Linked DNA regions of Mus musculus: all the other regions are linked to region 3. The links are chromatin contacts, called in public Hi-C, HiChIP or PLAC-seq and promoter capture Hi-C maps. All regions are on one chromosome and are shown on one strand. The core of a region is the stretch at or near the end of the contact, and the rest is flanking DNA. Distances in the headings are between cores, read along the strand shown.

Region 1 (4,027 bases), core at 30-2,529, 650 kb before region 3:
GGGTTATTTCCATTCTTTTATTTTGCCAGCTTTCTTTTGGAGGAGGGATGAGCACAAGGACCCACAGTTTTCTTATTTCAGGATGCGTGGGAAGAGCTTAGCAGGTAGAAGACCCTCGGTAAATTCTCATGGACTCAGGCAGCACTGCGGGGCAGAGAGATAGGTTCTGAGATTTGAAAAGTAAGATGGGAGAAGTCTGATGAAGGGGGCTTTCCCCAGGGCTTCAGACGTCTGGGAAGGCAGAGTCAGACGCCCCTGTTACTGTGAGGGCCTTCAGGAGGGTTGGCCTCACCAGGTCATTGGCAGCCTTAAGTGAGTGTCACTGTGCTCTTGAGACCAGACAACACTCATTTCATTCCGTTCAGCTCATGTCTCAGCTGTGTTTCCTATCAACGCCAGACTTCAGCAGAATCACATATAGGGGAGTCTCCAGGCTTTATATTTGGGTTGTCATAGCTAAATCTGACCCATGCCATAGAGGAACAACTCAGGAACACCTAGCTATGGCCTAGGTGTTTTCTTTGGCTATGAGTCTCCCAAACCCTAGCTGAAGCTGCCATTTTCCCCCCAGCCATCTCCCCTGCCTCAGAAGCCTTTCTCTGGGGGCTGGCTGCTGTGGCTTTCTCTTTTCCTTCTCAGGAGCAGTACAAATAAGGATGTAGCTCATCCTTCCTATTCTGCTATTCCCTGACCCTCCTGTCAGCTAACTCAAATCCCTCTTGCTTTCGTGACTGCCTTTCCTTCCCCCGAGCAATGACCTCACAAAGGGGCCTGTTCCCCATCTTCTATCTCTTCCCCAACCTCATGGCAAAGATGTGACCCAACCCAGCGTCTCTCTCTCTCTCTCTCTCTCTCTCAGAGAAGCAGTCACCAAATGAGGACAGCTCGTCTGCTGCAGTAGTCACTCTCCAACCCCTGACCTTTGCTGAGGTTCCACCTCGGCCTCCCCACTCCCTATGACTAGCATGCACACCCTACCCCACAGCCTAGGCTCCACTGTCCACCTGTCCAGACTTGCCTTCTGTCCTGCTACCTGATGTGCCCAACCCAGGCCATCCCCTGTGGTAGAATGCCTCTCTTAAATCGGAGAACAGCAGGAAGAAGACTCCGAGAAGGCAACTTCCTTCTGTCTCCGTTGCCAGCCAGTTTTGTGAAGGACCCTGAAGCCTGGTTCACCACACACCAGTTGATTAGTCAAAGGAAGGATCTGAGAGTTGGCTCTGATCTCTGAGGTTTGGTAGCAGGAACCCATCCCAGGTCATATTCTACAGAACTTCTGCCTCTGCCGGAAAGACTCTCATCGCCAGGCTGACTTCCCCTTCGGCTGTCCACATTCAGACACTGCCTGCACTCTGCTTCCAGTTCTGCAGAAACCAACGCCTAGTTCTTTTTTTTTTTTTTTAAAGATTTATTTATTTTATGTATGTGAGTACACTGTAGCTGTACAGATGGTTGTGAGCCTCGTGTGATTGTTGGAAATTGAATTTTAGGACCTCTGCTCCCTCTGGTCAACCCCACTGGTTCTAGCCCAAAGATTTATTATTATAAATAAGTACACTGTAGCTGTCTTCAAAAAGCACCAGAAGAGGGCATCAGATCTCATTACGGGTGGTTGTGAACCACCATGTAGTTCTGGGATTTGAACTTCGGAAGAGCAGTCAGTGGTCTTTAACCGCTGAGCCATCTCGCCAGCCCCGAATACCTAGTTTTTTTTTTTAAATTATTTATTTATTTTATGTATATGAGTACACTGTCACTGTTTTCAGACACACCAGAAGAGGGCATCAGATCCCATTACAGATGGTTAGGAGCCGCCATGTGGTTGCTGGGAATTGAACTCAGGACCTCTAGAAGAGCAGTCAGTGCTCTTAACCTCGGAGCCATCTCTCCAACCCCCCAACACCTAGTTCTTAAATGCTAATGTTCTCAGTTGTGCTTGGCAGGTCTCCTCTGTACACCCCTCACTCTGAAGACTGAAGCAGGAATAGAGACTGCAAGTGTGAGGCCATGCTGAGCTACAGAGAAAGCCTCGCAAGATGAAGCGTGTATGTCCGCTTTCCATGTGTGCTGACTCTGATCGCCTCAGAAAGTCCTGACAGTCTTTTTTGGTTCTTCTTCTGCTGGGGATTACACTGGGTCTTATGCAGACTGAGAATGGCCTTTGTTCTGGAGCTGGATCCCCTGCCCCAAGCAATACTCACCCGAGGGCACTTCTTGGTTATTACTCCAGTCTTTCCACAGCAGTGGGCGTCCTCCCAAATGCTGAGGGTTGGATGTGTGTGGAGCCGGTCCACCTCGGCTTGGAAGCTGTTTCCTAAACAAGGAGTTGCACTGCAGGCAGCAAGCACGGGGCCTCTGGGAGTTTCAGTTGGGCACTGACCCAAACTTGGGGGTAGGGGACATAAAGGACACTTTCCTAGAAGAGAGGGCATCCGTTCTGACAGCTGGGGTAAGATGAAGTCAGGCAAAGGGGTGGGTGTGGAAAGAGGGGGTGGGTCTCCTGGTTCCTACATGTGAAGGGCCCGAGAAATTCTGTGGCTGCAGCAAGGAGAGGGATCATGTGCTGTCTTGTACTTGCTCCTGAGAATGACGGGAAGCCATTAAAGGTCTCTGAATAGGGAAGTGGCAAGAGGAGACATATGTCCTAAAAACTTCTAGTGGCCCTGGAGACACGGATTCGGGATGGGTAGAGCACTGGTGGGAGACGCAGCTTGAAGATGAGGGAAGGTATGTGTTGAATGGCTGACCGTGAGGGTGCACGGACAAGAGGCTGGGGAAACCCTGAGACTCTGGCTGGAGCGGTGCCCCTCTCTAAGACAGGACGGAGCAGAAAAGCGCTGGCTCAACGCGACGCTCGGGTCTCATTGTCACAGCTGATGAGATTTCTCCGATCCATCAGGAGGAGTTCACGCGCCAGCTGTTACACGAGTGCCGGTTGAGGTTTAGAGATCAAGGAAGCCGCCAAGACATTCAGGCAAGGATTACTCTGAAAAGCTAAAAAGTCAAGCGTGGTGTGGAGTCATAATCTACCAACTCCAGAGGCTTTGAGGCAGGGGAATCTCAACAAGTTGAAAGCCATCCTGGGTTACATTAATTAATTAATTAATTAATTAATGCATTGCAGATCATCCTGGACAACACAGCAAGTTCCAAACCAAGCTTTATACACAGTGAAACACCTATTTTATTTTATTTTTAAATCAAGGCTGAAGAGATGGCTCAGGGTTTAAGAGCACTGACTGCTCTTCCAGGGGTCCCGAGTTCAAATCCCAGCAACCACGTGGTAGCTCACAACTATCTGTAATGATTTCTGATGTCTCTTCTGATATGTAGGAGTACATGCAGGTAGATCATTCATACATTAAACAAACAAACAAACAAATAAATAAATATTTTTAAAAATTAAGCTGGGGTCGGGTAGTGGTGGCGCATGCCTGTAATCCTAGCACTTGGGAGGCAGAGGCAGGTGGATTTCTGAGTTCGATGAGTTCCAGGATAGCCAGGACTGCACAGAGAAACCCTGTCTTGAAAAACCAAGGAAAAGAAAATTAAGCCGGGCAGTGGTGGCCCACACTAATTCTAGCACTCGGGAGGGAGAGTCTCTGTGGGTATGAGGCCAGCCAGAGCTACACATTGAAACCCTGTCTCAAAAAACAAAAACAAAAACAAAAACAAAAACAAAAAACAAAAGAGGGCTGGAGAGATGGCTCAGTGGGTAAGAGCACTGACTGCTCTTCTGAAGGTCCTGAGTTCAAATCCCAGCAACCACATGGTGGCTCACAACCATTCGTAATGAGATGTGATGCCCACTTCTGGGGTGTCTGAAGACAGCTACAGTGTACTTACATATAATAATAAATCTTTTAAAAAAAAACAAAAGAACAAAATAAAAATAAAAGTTAAAGAAAAAAATTTAAAAAGCCCATGGGAGGGAGGCAGTGAGTGGGATGTAAGATGAATAAGTAAAAAATAAATTTTTTAAAAAGCACATTTTGCTGGGAAACAGGCAAAGACTCTGTCCTCATGG
Region 2 (4,189 bases), core at 1,291-3,790, 750 kb before region 3:
CTTCATTGCCTACATTTTGCTTCATCCTCCATAGCCAAGAAATCATTAAGCCTTGCTTTTCAAAAGTCACATTGTTTTTTTAGGTGGGGGGTCACAGGTATCTGTGGAGGTCAGAGGACAACTTGCAAGGATCAGTTCTTTCCTCACATCATATGGTTCCTGGTGACTGAACTCTGGTCACCAGGCTTGGCAGGAAATACCTTTATCTGCTAAGTTATTTCACTGCCCCAATCCCTGGTTTTAACATTTTCCAAGCCCAGTTTCCTTCTCAGTTTCTAGTGGCCTAGGTATATCTCATGTAATCTTTGGAATGAAAGACCTGCTGTTTACACGCATAATTTCACTTCTTGGATTTATTTATCATCTTTCTGGTGTATATATATATATACGTGTGTGTGTGTGTGTGTGTGTGTGTGTGTGTGTGTGTGTGTTTGTGTGAGAGAGACTTAAAAATCACTAACAGCTCCGTAAAATCAAATTGCCTGTAATTCAAGCTCCAGGGGACCCAGTGCCCTCTTTTGGCCTCCAAGAACCCCTGGACACACATGTACATACATACACTCAGACAATCATGTTCAACATACACACACACAGAGAAATATTTTTTTTAAAAGTCCATAGCAAGAAAAACACAGCAACTCAACAGAAAAGAATAGACAACAGATATAAAATGAGAAGTCTAAAAGAAGAAATCCATAAGGCTATTAAGTAATGTTCAACCAGAAGGCTGACAAGGAGTCAGCAGGTAATAGCCCTTCCTGCTAGGCTGTTGACCTGAGTCAGATCCCTCAGACCCATAGGTAAAAGGAGAGAACCAACTTTCCCAAGTTGTGTGATGACCATGGAGGTGTCTGCTGCTGAGAACTAAGCCAGGGCTCTGTTCCATCAGGAACTTCTGGTCAGAGATAATGATCATTTGGGTTTTTAGGCTGGTTAACTTTGGCGTTAATGATAAATTGCTATCTTCATTTGACTTTGTTAAACATTATACATTGGCCTTTGCTGTGCTCCGAGGTTCTGGAGTACGATGTCATTTGAAAATAAGTAGTGTGTAGCCTACTAAATTCCAAAGATGCCAATTGACTCTGCAACTTGCCCACAAACGTCTGTTCTCTCCCCTCCACTCCCTCCTCTTGTCTCTCTCATCATCATCATCTCACTACTGCAGGTAGTACAAATACAACGGTTTCGTGTCTCACCTTTCTGAGGCCGATTTTCAAATATAATTCCTGAAGGATTCCTAAATGTGCTCGGTTAGGGGCAGGCTAAGCCACCCAGTCGAAGGCTTCTTAGTCTGTAGATATTAGAAAGAAGTGCAGAAGCCCTGTAACCAAAATGGTCACATCGTGGAGAATGTTTGAGACAGTGTTGTACTGTTGCTCTGGCTAGCCTGGAACTCACTATGTAGATCAGACTAGCCTCAGACTCACAGAGAACTACTGTCTCTGCTGCCAGAGTGCTGGAATTAAAGTCTAAGTCACCACACCTCACCTTGGAAGATTATATTTTACTATAAAAGAGGCTGAGACAGAGAAGATCCTACTGCAAGGCCCGTGCCAAGGTACAACCTTGAGAAATTACGTCATGCAAACAAGACCTGAAGTAAAAGTGGTTTATTGGGAGAAGAGGAGTGAGGGCCTAGGAAAGGAATAGAGGCAGACAAGTAGGCATGGAGCCAGTCAGACAGACAGGAGCAAAGCCATGGGGCAGAGAGAAGGGGACCGGACGCTGACAATAGACAGCTGCTGGGTGGCGGGGGGGGGGAGGGGGGGGACGCTTGGGGGCGTCTCTTTAGACGCAGCACACACCTATCACACACGGTGGAGGCAGGTCTAAGTGGTTGCTAGGGTCCTGGGGGCAGGCCAGCAGAATGCCTGAATACCAACAGGGGCTACATCAGGACACCCTTTCCCCACTCTCCCCCCCCCTCCAAAAAAAAAAAAAACACAGTAACTTCAAACTGTCTACCTCAGTTGGTGTTCATTTGTATTTGTTACTTGCCTACCGGTTTGTGGCTCATTTGCTATTAGTCCTTTAGATACTGTGTTTCGTTTTACACAGACAGGGATAGGTAGCCCAGGACCTGGAACTCACTACATCCCACTCCCATCCCACCCCCGATCCAGCCTCCCAGGTCCTGAAGTCGTGGGCTACCTAACCCTTGGCAGGTAACCTTTTATTGTTTTGCAGTCTTTTCCTCCACAATGCCCTTTGATTACTACAGCGCCCCCCCCCCCCTCGTCGCCTGCGTGAGCCGCTCCAGGCCGCCTCTTAGCTGAAGGTCATTTGAAGCCGGGCGGATGGCAGGACTTGACAAAAAGGCGTAGCAGCTGGAGAACCCAGCAGCTCTCGAAAAGCAATTACGCAAGTTGGGGGCAGTAGATCCTGCGGTCCGGGTGGGTCTCCTCCAGCCACTCGTGTCCCCCCCGCAAACCCCGCTTGCACCCGGGCCGGCGCATTTGTCTGACGTCCCAAATGCGCCATTTCACTGTGTGCTCAGGTAGCACCACCCCCTTGGCTGTCCCCGGGCGCGTAGGAGCGACTAGTCTCTCGGCGCCGGAAATCCGGGACACGTGACCAGGTGACAGCCTTCGCTCGGTGGCGGGGCTCGCTTGAGGTGCTGCGGCACGGGATGGCGGAGGCGCCTCCGGTCTCAGGTACTGTCCCGTTTCCCGCGCGGGACCCCTAGGGTCTAGCAGTCTAGTCCGAAGGGTGCGGGCCATTGCGGTGGCAAGTGGGGTGCGTGCTGCGCGGGGACAGTGGCTCGCGAGGGCCAAGCCACGCGCGCTGCACGTACGGAACCCTCCTCCATCTTCCACGGGATGGGGAGGCTCGGCCCCTGGGTTTCCGAGGAGAGCGGGCGGGTCCCGGCGCCAAGGGAGCGGACGTGGGCCTCTGGCGCCCCCCGCGGGGCTCCTTCCGGCCTTCCCGAGGCCGCGCGGAGCAGAGTCCGGCGGGCGGGCGGGCGGGCGGACGGCCGGCCGGCCGGGCGTAGGCGACTCTCCGTAGCGGGCCCTGGAGGCCAGCGAGTTTGCGCGCTGTGCTAGGGGTGTGTTCTTTACCTCTCGGAGTGGCGGGTTCCGCGCGCGCGGGCCAGCCAGCCAGCGGGCCCAGTCCTGAGGGGGTGTGAAATCCCATATTGAGGTGCGTGACGTGATCCAGTCTCAGTTACCTCATCTGTCAGCCTGGAGTAGTAAGCTAATTCCCAGACCCTCCCTGTTCTCTCCCTGATTGTTGGCTCACTCTCCCTCCTGGAGCTACCCCTGTGGTAGAGACAGCCTCATTTGACTGTTCGTATAAGCTATTTCCATTTTCTTCAAGGTGTATTGGTCAATCCGGGCTTTCAAATTTTGTGGACAGCAAAAAAAAAAAAAAAAAAAAAAAAAAAAAAAAGGAACGTTTTGCATGGGGTATTAGTACACATTTACCTAAATGTAAATGTGAACCGAGAAGCTGGGGCGCTAGTTCAAGTGTTTAAGAACAGTAGCTCCTCAACAGAGCAGTCACGTTCGCTTGCACAACCACCTGGAAAGCTGTGCGATCTGACGCCCTCTTCTGGCCACGGAGGGCATCAGCAAACACGTGGCATATATCCCGTCCCTGTCCCCCCAAAGCACCCTTGCTAAAACAGGAACACAAGATTAAAAGAAAAGTTTTTTTGTTTTTAAAGTAAACCAAATGTTTCAGTGCTATCAGACATGGTAGCGCACATCTTTAATCCCAGCCCTCGGGAGGGCGAAACAGGAGGATCTTTCGAGTTGGAGTCCAGCCTGGTTTACATAGTTGCAGACCATCCAGGGTTACATAGTGAGATCCTGTCTGGGAAGATGGGGTTGGAGGCCGAGAAGCAGAGGTTTCTTTTACTCTCAACAACATACTCTTAACATTACTATTAAGAAGAAGACCACGATGACGACTTGTCACAACCCACTGTGTAGATTTGACATAATGGCCTGCTCTTCCTGAAAATCACAGCAATGTCCAACATTGGCTTGAATTACAATTGCACTTCTGACAGATTGATGGGCCACTATTAGGATGTGCCTGTACAGGTCATGTTCTTTTCCCTGTCTCAGTTTAAAGAGTGCAAGAACACATTGCATTGGTGTGCCCCAGTCTTGACTTGAATGTAAAAATCTTCTTGGAGAGTGGAGAACTTAGGCAGATACGTTGTCACTCCCCTCCAGGC
Region 3 (4,383 bases), core at 741-3,240:
CTGGCGAAATGGTTAAGTGGGTAAGAGCACTGACTGCTCTTCTGAAGGTCATGAGTTCAAATCCCAGCAACCACATGGTAGCTCACAACCACCTGTAATGAGATCTGACGCCCTCTTCTGGTGTATCAGAAAACAGCTACAGTGCACTTAATGTATAATAAATAATTAAGTCTTTGGGCAGGATGGAGCAGGGACTGAGAGGAGTTGACCAGAGAAAGCAGAGGCCCTAAAATTCAATTCCCAACAACCACATGAAGGCTCACAACCATCTGCACAGCTACAGTACTCACATACATAAAATAAATAAATAAATCAATCTTTATTAAAAAAAAGAGAGAAAGGAAGGAAGGAAGGAAGGAAGGAAGGGAAAAAGGAAGAGGAGAGGAGAGGAGAGGAGAGGAGAGGAGAGGAGAGGAGGAAGAAGGAAGACCTGGAAGAAGGATCCTTATCTCTCTGTAGACTTTCAAGTCTTTGAAGGTCTTTCAACTTTAGGTGCCTTTAATGTGAGAGGGAATGAATCATGCTCTCCTTTGCAGGATAGGGTGTGAGTATTTGTCTGCTTGGGGAGATAATAAACTAATTTAGGCTTTAATGGGGCATCCTTACATACTATATATTTCCTGGTTCCTAACCCCTATATTTGGGCATGATATATGCAAATACCCTCACCCAGGTCTTTCTTAGCTCAAGGCTGGGGAACGAACTGGCTGGCCTAGCTCTAGCCTCATACCCTCCACATCAAGTCTAGTACAGGAGACGGAACACTCTGGGATCCCAAAGACAGTGCAATCCCCATCGTAGAGAATACAGAAGAGAATCAGTTTAGAGGCAGAATACAGTTAGTAGTTAAGGGTTTGAGCTTAAGATGTCTGCGGGATAGCCCAGTGGAGGAGACCAGTAGACAAAGATCAATCGGGTTCTCGGAAAGTCTGAAACAGAGCTACACACTGGAAACATAAAGACGTGAAATGAGTAACTGAAATCACGGCAGTGAACGAGCCTGCCTAGGACTTAGGATTCTAACAGTCAAGAGTCAGCTGGAGCCGGAGGCTGAGGAAATGAACGACTTCACTCAAGGCTTGTGTAAAAGGTGAATACTAATATTTAAGGGACTAACACACAAGGGAAGGCACACAAATAGATGCCAAAGGGGGAGAGTGTTTCGAAAAGTTGGTTCTCAAACTGGAACAGAATGTGCTGGTGACAATTTTACAAAAAAATACAGAGACACATCATTACCTTTGTTCCAGAACATTCTTAATTCTACCAGAAGCGCTCCAGTAAATGGTTTCAACATCGTAAAAAGGGATTTTAGGGCACCTCTAAATTTTTGTCAAAATTCAGACACGATGTTCGCCCACATCTGGACACTTAGGGCTCAATTACTAATCTTCCTTTTCTGGGCCTGCTCAGACCTCACCGCTCACCCTTTGGAGCCTGTAGCACCTGTGCTCTGCCTCCTCTAGGACTCCTGTCTACGCGTAATTCATTTAGCAATTAATTTTGCATGGCTCTAGGATGACACTCCACTGCGGGCTTCAGCTCTTACTGAAACTCCCATTAATCAATTTTTAAATGCGTCTGGTCTCCTTAGAACGCCTGTGAGCGCGCGGAGTTTTTGTGAAAGTTGTCACCGAACCCATCTTAAAAAGGCTTAAGCATCTCCCCCATCCCAATCCCCTCGGGAACGGACCTCAAGGGTCCGATTGGTACCAGGAGGTTCTAGATCTTTGTTATTTATTTCAGAGCCTGGGCTGAGGACGACCTGACAGAAGTGGTAGCATCCGACCCTAGGGCAGGGCCAGTGGACCGCTCCTGTCCCGCTCTGCCCCACAAACGGATCAATAGACCGGACCCCTCACCTTCCTGGAGCCTCGGGTCCCGCCCGGCCCGTACACCCAGCGCTCCAGCTCCTCCACTCGAGACTGTAGCCGCTGCACATCGGTCAGAGCCGCCATCGTTTCTGCAGCCTGGCCGCAGCAACCCGGAACAGCCTGAGGGTGGGACGTCCGCCTAAATAAGAAGACTGGCCAATCCGAGAGCACCGTCACGCCTTGTAGGAAGTGACGTCACTGTTTAGGCTTTGGATGTCGGAAATAACCGATGTCAAAGCAATCTGGTTACCTAGGTAACGTTCTGGGTCCTAGTTCTACCCTGGTTTCCAGGACTTGGTTGTCAAGACTTTTAGTGCTCTAAATCCAAGATTCGAAGAGATTTCCTCCCCTCCCCCATTCCCTGAGAGTTAGCGTATAAATATACCTATTATTCCAAGATAGGTTTATACCCATAGATCAGTAGGCAGCTTCTTGGGAGAGACACCATACATTTTTGGAATCTTTTAAAGATCAAGTGATTTGTACGTAAGCCTCTTGTTGTCAGGACGTACACCCAAACAGTCTGATTTGTGACCGCGCTCTGTGTGGTGGTGCTAGGAGAGAAAGGAGAGACAGAAGGATGACTGTAAGTTTGAGGCCAGCCTGCTCTACACAGTGAGTTCAAGACCAGTCAGGGAACAATGTAGAGAAAGCTTGCTTCCCTTCAAAAAAAAGTGCTCTTCTATTCTCTCAGAGCTTTGTTCTTCTGCTTCCACTTGGACAGCTCAATGTAGTCTGTGGATCCCCCACCTCCCAGACCCAAGCAAGAAGAGGAGGCACAGGAGACACGGGAAGTACAATTTTATTTTCCAGATGCAACCCAAGGGACATCTTCACATTCAAATCCAATCCTTCACCTGCTTCCTGAAAAGGAGCAGAATTGACTCAAAGAGGTGGGGTACCAAAGGTGACACTGACATAGGGGTTACATGACGGAGTGATAGGGGTTCTCGGGGGAAAGCTCTTTGGTAGATGCTGCTGAAATTAGCTAGGGAGACAGTGTCTGCCTTTTACGGTGAGGTAGATGGAACGTAATATAAATCCCTTTGGTGTGGAGGTGGCATGCTGACATCAACCAGGACTGGATCCCAGAGTGGGCGTCACATCCTGAAAGAATCAAGGTAGGAGGGTGCCTTCTCCCCCCCTAAGCAATGATATTGGGACTCTTGGTTCTCAGTAGCTGCTTTCAGGGCAAGGTACTGGAAGGGGGCCCTGTAGAGGGTAGAGGTGGAGGATTGGTTGGACCCAAGGAAGCTGGCACAGGTTGGCGTCGAGCAAAGAGGATACCTGATAAAGGGTATAAGAGATGTAAAATTAAAAAATAAACGAGAGAATGTGGGACTCCCACAAAGCACGGACAAGTCCCTCTGACCAGTGAGAAGCTCCTATGCCGTTGTGGGTAGCTTGAAGTAGGTGCGCAATAAATACTCACAGATCTGTGACAAAGCAGACATCCCATGGCAACCATGCTGCATAGACCATGCTGGGACCCCATGCCTTGTAGACAAACTCTTGAATCCATTTTAATGTAACAATCCTCTAAACCCCCAAGCAAGTTCAGATACTCCTGAACGTCATGCTCATAGAGAAAATCTAAAATCCCCCATGCCAATGAAAAAGCCAACTTCATGCCAATATAGACCCTGTAATTCCCATACCAGTGTAGACCACCCCATTGATCTCTAGTGCCACGTTGATACTGCTGATGCCACTGCCTGCCAGATTGAGGGGCCCATCCAACCGCTCTTCTGTCCAGAAGAAGGCAGGGAAGTCACATTTGGGGGGAAGCAGATTTCACACTTAGACTCCTTCCTCATTCCTGCACTTGAACCCCATACCATAATTATGCGTCTGTCTATCAAGGGACCTGCCTGTACCACCTCCAGCATTCAGCATGTGAAGAGTCTACTTTCCCTCAACTCACTAGCCCAAAGCCCTTCTCTAACAAGCCCTTCCTCACCCCTTAGGGGAGCCTTGCCACGGGGCAGGAAACTGGGGGGTGCCCCCAGTCGAGGTGAGTCCACGGGGCCCATTAGCACAGCCCTCTTCTCCGGAGGTTCTTCCGGTGCCAGCTTCTCCCTTGTAGCTTCCGAGGCCAAGCCCATAGGTAGCGCCAGACGAGGGGGTGGGATTCCACTCTCCTCTGGTGAAAAACAAAACAAAACAAAACAAAACAAAACAAAACAAAACAAAACAAAAAACATGCCATTCTGGTCCAACCAACCCGTGTTTGCATTTGATTCTTCCCTAGACCTGGGACCAATAGAGACGGTACCGGCAGATAAGCCAGGTTGTCTCTCCTCCCATCCAAAGACTCTGGCCTAGAGAATGAAGATGTGGAGAAAAAGGGGCCAGCATATATAGGTCCGGGCTGGTTTAGGTCAGAGAATGTGCACGCTTTCTTTGCTCTTTGTTGTTAAATAAGTCACAGAAGTTGCAAACTACATCCAAATGGGATCCCTATGCGGATAGCTGTGGAATAAAACTGCTGGGGATGAAGCGACTTGAA
Region 4 (3,844 bases), core at 409-2,908, 700 kb before region 3:
GAATGACTGAAATGTTGCCTGTGAGGGAGCACACTCTTATTTTCTCAGAGTTGGGACACAATTCCTTGTGGGGAGACTAAAGATGAAGATCGGGGGGACAGACTGCCAGGGATATCAGCATGAGCTATGTATGGAGAAATGATATAGTGACCTGGGCATAGTGATGAACACTGTTTATCCCATCACTTAGGAGACAGACAGGTAGAGTTCTGTGAGTTGGAGGACAGCCTGATCTACATAGCAAGTTCCAGGATAACCTGGGCTGCACAGTAAGATTCTCAATATAATAATAATAATAATAATAATAATAATAATAATAATAATAATAATAATAAGAAGAAGAAGAAGAAGAAGAAGAAGAAGAAGAAGAAGAAGAAGAAGAAGAAGAAGAAGCCAGTACAGCTTTGGCTCCGTGTCCAGCCACTGGGTTGAGGTTTAAGTGGCTCTCAGGGCTGTATCTACCGATGGTTACCTTCCCACTCTTTCCCTCGCCTACTACGCCTCCCTCAGCTCCACCACCTTCTCCTGTTTGTAACCCTGTCCATCTGCCTGTGCATTATAAGTTTGGAGTGTGTCAGATCCCAGGCTCACACTCAGTGAACCTCTGAAATTCAGTCACAGGCTCACGAGATGACTCCACAAGGCTGACAACTTTAGTTTCATCCCAGGAACCCACAGCGAAAGGATAGAACCAACCGCTAACACCATCATCTGACGCGCACAGTGCGCAGTAATAATGACACAGACGCAAACAGGAAAGCATAAGTAAAAGTCAGCCGTCCTCAGACAGCTGCGTTCTTGTGGTGTGAGGAGGAGTCCTGAGCTTGTTCTGATCCCAGGGCATGGAAATGATCAGTCTTCTCTCCTTCCAACCAGGGCAAGAATAACAAGAAAAGCCACTGCTTCCCCCCCATGAACAGAGACCACCGCCGAATCATCCATGACCTGGCCCAGGTTTATGGCCTGGAGAGCATAAGCTATGACAGCGAACCAAAGCGCAATGTCGTGGTCACTGCCGTCAGGTGGGTTGATCTTGCTGTCACAGGGAGGGCTAGCTCTTCAGCAGGACAGGCAAGACACTGGGAGTCACTGTGTGCTTTTATTATTTCCTCTCCTCCTGGAGGAACGGAAGGGAAATCTATACTTCTGTGGAATAGCCTTTTTACCATTACCTAAAGATCCAAGCAGAGAGCAGAGCGCACACCTCTGCGCAGGGCAGGTGCACCCTAGTACCCAAGTCTCACAAAGGCCCCGATCCACGGCAGACGATGGAGTTGTCCCTCTGCAGGCGGAGCAGAATGCCTGCTCCTCTGTGCTCCTGCACCTGTCTCCTGCTTCTCCCGCTGACCTCCCTGGCTCTAATCATGGCATGGTGGAGACAGAAAAAATGGTGGACTCTGTCTGACTCCATGTTGTCATCAGAGAAAATGGAGGTGGCGGTATGAGGAAGGGCCTGGAAGGACCTAGAATCACCATCAGAACCTGAGGGTGTTGGGAGAACTTCTCAGTGAAAAATAGTGAAGGGTGGCGTTGGAGGAGGTGGGCTGCAGGGGGCGAGGCGGGGGGTAGACAAACAAAGTGGGATGCAGGTTGGCCACACTTGAGACAGGTGGTAGTGGGTGTGCTTGGCGGCAGTAGCGGCGATGGCAGCATTGCCCGAGCAAATGCCGGGTTTCTGGCTCTGCTGTTTCTGCTCAGGATTCTCTCATCTTAGCACTCTGCTTTACTCCCCACAGAGGGAAGTCTGTTTGTCCTCCTACCACGCTGACCAGTGTGATTGAAAGGGAGACACAGACACGGCCGCCACCACCAATTCCTCATCACCGACACCAGGCAGACAAGTAAGGATTCTTAGCTGCTTTCTCATTGAGCTTGTGCCGGCAGAGGAGCTGGGGTAAACTGCTGGGCTTCAGCTGCCATCGCTGGCCTCCTGGGGCTTGTCTTACGGCATGGTGTCCAGTACACATTGACGGGGCATCAGACACACTTGAAGCCTTAATTCCCTGAAGACCCAGGTTTATCTCCCTGTAGAGAAAGGCTCATCGTCTTTGCTTTCCTTGCAGGGCTCCCGGGAGCAGTACTTTACAGAAGATAGTGAAGGAGGCCGTGATTGACTACTTTGATGTCCAGGATTGAGAAGATAGATAGATTTATATAAAAGAATGATTCTGTGTATTGGAGGAGACTCATTTGCCAGCAGATAAATCATGCTCGTTCCTCCTGCCTGGCAGAACCCCAGCACACGTGCTGTCTTGTCCTGATACAGCCAAAGCATGAGTGTGTCAGAACCCCCTGTCTGGGCCTGTCCACAGACCTCTGGCTGTGTGGCCACTGGATTTTTAATCATGTGTTTGAAGAGGCTCCTCACATATCACTGTGATTACTAAGAGATTGGGGGAGTATCAGCTTTTATTTGGATAAATCAGAATTTTTATCCCAAACTGACTTTGTGGCACCTAGCCATAGTCTGGTTGTCCCATTTGTTCTGGTGGGCCTCACCTTCCTCATGAGGAAAGACGTGAAGCCCTGACCATTGGTAAAACTATGTCTGCAATCGTGTGTCTTAAACCTACCCATCTTATCCAAAAGCTCCCGGATGTCTCTAGACTGGTTAGGTTGCTTTATAGAGTTCCGTTTTCTCAAATCCCTGGCATTCTTTCAGCATGTCACCAAGCCTACCCCGGGACAGTTTAACTGTCTCTCATAATGGTAAGAACTTGGGACCAGCTCTCTCGCCATGTTCACAATGTGGGTCTATGACCATGTCCACTGTAGCCCTAAGTCCTCTGTGGTTGGTAGAGACTCTCGCATAGACAGCGGTACTGGGTTGCTTTTTTCCTAGGCTTTCAGCAGCCATGCTGACTCTCTCTGCATCTGAGCTCTGAACCACTGTTCAAATATTCAAAGTATGTGGACAGTCCAGAGTTTACGCCAAGCATCCTACTGTAGGCCTTCTTCAGTCTCCACTGTGCCCATCTGTGTGGCCCCTCTTCTCCATAGGCTGGACTTATCTTTGTTGTTGTCTTTTGGTTTTGGTTTGTTTTTTCAAGATAGGGTTTCTCTGTGTAGCCCTAGCTGCCCTGGAGCTCGCTCCTGTAGACCAGGCTAGCCTCAAACTCAGAGAGATCCACCAGCCTATGCCTCCTGAGTGCTGGGATTAAAGGCATGCGCCACTACCACCTGGCTTCTTTTTGCTTTAAAATAAACTTTGAGCCTCCCAAAACTTGAAATCATTAAACAAGGCACTTAATTTTTACTTGTATTTTGTTTATTGAGACAGGATCTCGCTAAGTTGCTTAAGCCGTTCAGATCTTAAACCCTCGACAGTCCTTCCTCAGCCTAAGTGCTGGCATTGCAGGCTCTCACCAAACCCAGCTGAGAGACACGGAAGGCTAAAGGAAAAACCAGTCTCCATGGAAATTACGGGGACATGGCAGCAGGGACAGGTGACAGGAGACAAGTGATGGGAAGAGCAGAGTCAGTCTCTTGGGCCTGTTCAGTACAGGGTCTGTGGCCTCACACAGAACAGGAAGTCAACAGCTGTCGTCCAGGGTCTGAGAGGGTGATTTGTGCATGCAAGAAAGGGAACTCTGACTTCTGAGCTGAGGATCAGAGCCCAGGGAATTCTAGCACCGCCAATTGGTAGAGTGGGGCCTTCCTGCTTGGCCTGGGATGTGAGGGTTACAGGAGTCACAACCTGGGCATCAGAGATGCAGCGTCTGTGAGCACAACACTCAGGTCTGGGAAGAGTGTGTCTTTTGTCTACACTAGTCGTGGATACAATGACATCTGGTGAGAGACAAAGGAGAGCTAGTGCTGAGGCCTGAGGCTGATAGACGGCGAC

The links. Promoter capture Hi-C pulls out the DNA fragments that hold promoters and counts their contacts. A called contact is a pair of places that touch in the nucleus more often than the background predicts. HiChIP or PLAC-seq counts read pairs in DNA pulled down with a chosen protein or histone mark.
Region 1: a contact with region 3 is called in an H3K4me3 HiChIP or PLAC-seq map of bone marrow-derived macrophages, with 4 times the contacts expected there. The contact joins the enhancer-like site here to the promoter of Dctn3 in region 3. A contact is called at or near these places in 11 of 39 promoter capture datasets (the 3T3-L1 cell line, 3T3-L1-derived adipocytes, the C10 cell line and 9 more) and 2 of 115 datasets of contacts at active chromatin or transcription factors (bone marrow-derived macrophages and large pre-B cells).
Region 2: a contact with region 3 is called in a Hi-C map of regulatory T cells, with 3 times the contacts expected there. The contact joins the promoter of Nfx1 here to the promoter of Dctn3 in region 3. A contact is called at or near these places in 2 of 39 promoter capture datasets (liver and pre-B cells), 1 of 484 Hi-C or Micro-C datasets (regulatory T cells) and 1 of 9 other capture datasets (adipose tissue).
Region 4: a promoter capture Hi-C map of hippocampal neurons shows a contact between it and region 3, with 2.1 times the contacts expected there. The contact joins the enhancer-like site here to the promoter of Dctn3 in region 3. A contact is called at or near these places in 8 of 39 promoter capture datasets (the 3T3-L1 cell line, 3T3-L1-derived adipocytes, the C10 cell line and 5 more) and 1 of 115 datasets of contacts at active chromatin or transcription factors (bone marrow-derived macrophages).

What each region holds. Positions count from the first base shown.
Region 1 is chr4:41,072,357-41,076,383 of GRCm38.p6, forward strand. No RefSeq gene overlaps it. Among named protein-coding and RNA genes, the nearest start is that of Aqp3, 24 kb to the right of the region's middle. Within about 2 kb of position 1,280, at least 38 of the 459 cell types and tissues checked have an H3K27ac peak or open chromatin away from gene starts, as enhancers often do. A contact at or near this core is called in the HPC-7 cell line and bone marrow-derived macrophages, where this site is marked.
Region 2 is chr4:40,968,403-40,972,591 of GRCm38.p6, forward strand. It overlaps Nfx1 (nuclear transcription factor, X-box binding 1), which reads left to right and starts at 2,541. Exons shown (of 24, transcript NM_023739.3): 1 at 2,541-2,657. The coding sequence starts at 2,633. Gm52692 (a long non-coding RNA gene) reads right to left here and starts at 1,757. Exons shown (of 2, transcript XR_003955193.1): 1 at 1,200-1,757.
Region 3 is chr4:41,721,173-41,725,555 of GRCm38.p6, forward strand. Dctn3 (dynactin 3) reads right to left here and starts at 1,991. Exons shown (of 7, transcript NM_016890.4): 1 at 1,863-1,991. The coding sequence starts at 1,958. It overlaps Arid3c (AT rich interactive domain 3C (BRIGHT-like)), which reads right to left. Exons shown (of 8, transcript NM_001017362.2): 6 at 3,835-4,017; 7 at 3,533-3,622; 8 at 2,664-3,161. The coding sequence ends at 3,061.
Region 4 is chr4:41,022,738-41,026,581 of GRCm38.p6, forward strand. Nfx1 (nuclear transcription factor, X-box binding 1) reads left to right here. Exons shown (of 24, transcript NM_023739.3): 22 at 877-1,022; 23 at 1,737-1,841; 24 at 2,064-3,255. The coding sequence ends at 2,136. Among named protein-coding and RNA genes, the nearest start is that of Aqp7, 23 kb to the right of the region's middle. Within about 2 kb of position 1,659, at least 11 of the 459 cell types and tissues checked have an H3K27ac peak or open chromatin away from gene starts, as enhancers often do. A contact at or near this core is called in hippocampal neurons, where this site is marked.